Linked DNA regions of Macaca mulatta: region 2 is linked to region 1. The links are chromatin contacts, called in public Micro-C maps. All regions are on one chromosome and are shown on one strand. The core of a region is the stretch at or near the end of the contact, and the rest is flanking DNA. Distances in the headings are between cores, read along the strand shown. Region 1 overlaps TBL1XR1 (TBL1X/Y related 1). Region 2 has its middle 160 kb from the start of TBL1XR1.

Evidence for each region. A called contact is a pair of places that touch in the nucleus more often than the background predicts.
Region 2: a contact with region 1 is called in a Micro-C map of CD4 T cells, with 14 times the contacts expected there. The contact joins two enhancer-like sites. A contact is called at or near these places in 5 of 14 Hi-C or Micro-C datasets (CD4 T cells, cortical neurons, fetal cortex germinal zone and 2 more).

The regions. Positions count from the first base shown.
Region 1 is chr2:89,029,626-89,032,165 of T2T-MMU8v2.0, reverse strand. The region is part of intron 5 of TBL1XR1 (TBL1X/Y related 1); the gene reads left to right. Among named protein-coding and RNA genes, the nearest start is that of TBL1XR1, 140 kb to the left of the region's middle. Within about 2 kb of position 1,270, at least 5 of the 40 cell types and tissues checked have an H3K27ac peak or open chromatin away from gene starts, as enhancers often do. A contact at or near this core is called in CD4 T cells, where this site is marked.
Region 2 is chr2:89,333,289-89,335,828 of T2T-MMU8v2.0, reverse strand. No RefSeq gene overlaps it. Among named protein-coding and RNA genes, the nearest start is that of TBL1XR1, 160 kb to the right of the region's middle. Within about 2 kb of position 1,263, at least 37 of the 40 cell types and tissues checked have an H3K27ac peak or open chromatin away from gene starts, as enhancers often do. A contact at or near this core is called in CD4 T cells, where this site is marked.

The DNA of each region.
Region 1 (2,540 bases), core at 21-2,520:
TCCGAAAGCTTTTTCTTGGTTCTGATCTCCAATTATACTAAAATATGACTATTTTTTGCAATAGATTCTAATTCAGAATCATCAAGTACAGTAATGTCTTCTCTGGGTTGTTTTGGGGATTCGTCATATTTGTCACCACAACCTACAAATGATATACTTATTGAGAATTAGTCATTCAATATCTAAGAAATACGATATAAATTACTCTTAGCTTATAACTATGTTTCTTGAAAGATCTAAAGTAATACTGAACAAACTGGAATCTTTATACTGCTGCTTTCCCTGCAGTAGAGCACTGAATTGGATTAGGAGATAGCAGAAAAGGAACATCGTGGTCAAGGAAGGATTTGTGCAGAGAGATTCAAAGGACTGGTTTGTGAAGACTTCCAAAAAGGAAAAATAAAATTTCCCCCTGGCCTGTCTTATTATCTAAAGACTGTCCAAAAACACGTTGTGAAAGTTTTTATGTTTTGATAAATACGTGGTTTAGTAATACTGTTTTTCTATAAGAACTTTTAACATTTGTTCTCTGCATATTGTTCAGTGTTGACTGTGGTATCTATCTCCAGAGGGAAAATCACTTAAATTGTTTTAAATGTTTTTTACTGTTGTCAATACTAGAAGATAGTATCTGTTGAAAGTTTCCCTCCTCCTCCAAAATTACATACATTCTCAGATTCATTTTTTTTCACTTACAAAATATGTTGCTGTGGAGAAGGGATTTACATTGTGATATTCAACCTCAAATATTTGATGGACTTCTCTGTTTTAAATAAGCCATCCTTCAGACTCATCAAAACTAAAGAAAAATATATTTATTGTAGGGTTTTTATTAACTATTGTAACTTTTTATTTTTTGCAATTTTATCACTAGAAAGTTCACCCTATGCAAATTTCTTTGGTCCTCACCATTCTGCCTGTTTATGAAGTAGACTTCCCTATTCAACAAATATTTCCTAGGGAATAAAATGATTTTTTTCTTTTTAGAAATGACTTGAAAATTGAGCATATTTGATATAGTACTGTAAGTAATGATTAACTTGATTCAAAAGTATTGTTCCTTTAATTAGTGTTTGCCCAAGGGCATTAATTTCATTGCCCTAATAACTTATCTAGCAACCATATGCAGATAAATACTTAGTGGTACATGCTAAGTTGCATAAAGTAGAACCTGATAACAGTGTTAATTTTAGAGGCACTAAGGTGGTTTGGACCTTTTAATCTCTCCCCCACCTTTTGCGTCACCATCGACTTCTGTGGTTATTTGCAGTTGTGGTTTTTTTTTTTTTCCTGAAGAAATAGTTTCTGGCAATTATTTTTGAACTTTCTGACACCTGTCTTTCTTACAAGAAAACCTCTTTTCTATAAGAAGATGTCATTTTATCTTGCTTCAGTTGTATATTTGCTTTAGGGAAAGAATTATTGATACTAGATTTAACTATTACATGTCTAAGAGCTCTATAACTTCTCCATTTATGTTGTACTTGACTGTTGGAAGCTGTGAAACAGTCACATCTTATAATTGAAAGACTAACTGGAATTGCAAAATCAAAATGTCCTTATTGCTAAAATGAGTAACTTTCTAGATAGTGATTCTGAATATTATTACTTTTAAAAAATTTATTTAAAAAATAACTGATGTTGCATACTGTCTCCATTTATAGGAAAGATGATATATAAGAAGGAAATATATACAATCTGTATTAAGGGTTCTCTAGAGGGACAGAACTAATAGGATATGTGTATATATGAAAGGAAGTTCATCAAGGAGAATTGACTCACACAATCACACGGTAAAGTCCCACATAGGCCGTCTGCAAGTTGAGGGGCATGGAGGCCAGTGGTGGATCAGTCTGAGTCCCAAAACCTCAAAAGGAGGGAAGCCGACAGTGCAGCCTTCCATTTGTGGCCAAAGGCCCGAGAACCCCTGGTAAACCACTGGTGTAAGTCCAAGAGTCCAAAAGCTGAAGAACTTGGAATCTGATGTTTGAGGTCAGGAAGCATCCAGCACAAGAGAAAGATGAAGGCTGGAAGACTCAGCAAGTCTAGTCTTTCCTATGTTCTTCTGCCTGCTTTATCCTAGTTGTGCTGGCAGCTGATTAGATGGTGCCCACCCAGATTGAGGGTGAGTCTGCCTCTCCCAGTCCACTGACTCAAATGTTCATCTCCTTTGGCAGTACTCTCACAGTTTTATCACGGAACAAGTTTGTATCCTTCAATCCAGTCAAGTTGACACTCAGTATTAACCAGGATGATATATAAGAAGGATGATACCTGTAGGCTTCAAGAGTTTGGTTTATGAAGGTTCTCCTTATCTCTCTTGCACCCTAGCTCCCTCCATTTTTTCCCCTCTAACTTTTTCAATGGGATTTTCTGTCTCCTTAGAAATAAAGGCCTTGTACCATACCATTTTTTTTGAGATGGTGATTATTACTTCAAATGTTGTATTTGTTTGTAAGATCAGAAGTCAGAACCATAGACAATTATTTTTTAATTTAGACAGCGTGATCACAGTAGGCACAAACTAACCTTTATGTATA
Region 2 (2,540 bases), core at 14-2,513, 300 kb before region 1:
AAGCAGTCATAATCTACTACAAGTTCTCCCGAAATGATCAAGTACACATAGGGAAATTGGTACATTGTTGAAAAACATGTCTGCTTTGCTTCCTTCTGGGGAGCTCTAAAGACTTGTATCAGTCAGAGATGACTCCCTGCTTGAGGTACACAGAGATTAAGATGAGGCCAAAGAACAGCTCTCTCGCCTTGTAATTCTCCAGGTAGCCAGTTTTCAGCTGGCTGCCATTTTTTGCAATTTAAGATGCTAAGAGAATTTAAATGACATCAGCCCTGTGTGTGTAAAGAAGGAAATAGCCTGCATAGCTAAACAGAAAAGGTACCATGTTGTATGAGCCTTTCACGTTTTTTAAGCTGGGGGGTGTGTGTGGGTGGGGGGTGTTTGTGTGTGTGTAGAACAAAAGTACAGTTGTCTATACAATTAGTTATTTAAGCTATTTCAAGTACCATTACAGCAAGGGGGAGGGGAGGGAACATCTAAAATACATTAAATTATTTTTAAAAACTCGTTCTAGAAAAAAGGAAATGCCAGAGTAGTAAGATAAGGAGTCTTAATTAGCAACAAATTCATCTATTTCCTTCCTCCAAAACTGAGACAGTCTTCTAAGGCAATTTGCTTGGAGAGCAGTTTTGCGCCATAAATCTGGGACATGTTTTTCATGTGTGTTTGTTTGCCCTGTGTGAGGCTTAAGAAAAACACAGCAACCAAACCATCCAGTTCAGCCCTGGAGGGAAAGACCTAGAAGACCTAATCACCCGTGATGGCGATTACATAACAGAGAATCGTGCGCGCGGGCGCGCACGCACACATACACACACAGACACACACAGACACACACACACACACACACACACACACACACACACACACAGAGTCTCAAAAAAGAAAGAAAGAAAACCAGCCTTTGGCTTCCTGTCACAGAAGATGTCTCCTTTTTTTTCCTTTGTGAGGATCACTAAGAATGCTTCTTAAATACCAAGTGGATGTCTTTGGTAGAAATAGAGGTCACTTAAGGATGATTTATAAGTGCAGCCGAAGCCAAAATGAAGCATGTATCGATATCTAAAGTGCATCTGCATTTAGTGCAGCAAAGCTCATAATCTGTTTCTAATTTGTGCCCTGTGGATGCCCTCCCCACTAGGAAAAGGCCTGGCTCTGAGCAGCCGCCCCTCCCCGAGGCCGCCAAGCTCCCAGTTCAGGCCCTTTCTTGGGCAGCCGGAGTGCTCCTCTCTTAGATAATGCCAGGTACTCTGGAAAGTAGCCGTGTAATAATACACAAACCCCTGATGATGTCAGCGTGTTATTGACTTTCCAAGTCTGAATGACTGAGCAGAGGAGCGGGGGTGGGGCGCAATCCATCCGGCAGCGCGGAGACCGGCCAAGCGAAAATGGGCTCGCCAGCCTGGCGGGGGAGGGGCGGCTCGCAGCTGCCGCTGCTGCTTCGAGCTCCGGCTCTGCCGCCGCGGCGTCAGGGTCGTTGCCGCCCAGCCCAGGCGGGGCTTAGGTTCCCGCTCCTCCGATGTTTACGTTTGGTCAAAAACTCCTCAGGCAGAAATAACTAATGCCGCCCCCCGGAAGCTTATACCACGTGGCAGAGTGGGGTCACAAAGCGGGGAGCAGTGGCACGAAGGGGAAGGGGAGAAAGACCTCCCTGTTCCCTCCCCCACCCTGCAGGGGCCTTCCTCTTAGGCTGCAGAGCCAAGGGTCGCTCTCCGTGGTGGAGCTCCCTCTGCAGAAGACCCCCTGGAAAATTGCACCTCAGCAGTGGTGACATTTTATGGGCCATGATTTGCTGCATTTATGGCTCTGGTGGTGCAGGTGCAGAGTCGTAGGCTCCCCTTCTCACCCCGCAAATTGCTCACAGTGCAATCTGTCATCTTCAAGGCTAGGTGTGAACCGGGCAGGGTTGCCCTTAAAATGGAATTGCAGTTAAAGGCCGAGATCTGAAAGGAAGCGCTCCAACCGGGGCGTGGCTTTTCCCACCGGGTCTGGACCTTTCCTTCAGGCCCCGCCGTGCGTGCCCATCGGCTTGGCTGTCGCAGCTTGGGGGGACTGGGCGCCCCGGGCTCTGCCTGCCTGCAGAGCTCCAGTCCTTTCCGTTCCAGGCCTGTGGAATCCTCCACCGAACAAGGCCTCGCGCTGGCCTCTGCCCCACCCCACTGCGAGGAGCTGCTCCTCCTCCGAGGCCTGTGGTTTTTCTCCCCGCAGAGTGGGCTTGGTGGCGGCACCGCATGGCGCAAACAGCACGGGGGGCTTTGGAACCGCCTGGACTTGAGCCCTACCCCACCACATATTCGCTGTGTGAGTGTGGACCCGGTGGTTACCCTGTCTACAGCCCGCGTCTTAAAATGGGAGTAGTAACAATCCCCTCAATAGTTGTTCTGAGGATTAAGTGAAATTCAGATTTCATAAGAGACGTCCTTTTTCAATAGTCAGGTCTCTCGCCTTCATAAGTCAAGTTCCACTCGGGCCAGAGGCCCTGTGGTTGTTTCTGAAAACAAGGTCAGTAGAAGTGCTAGACCCATTGTTTCCTTAACTCT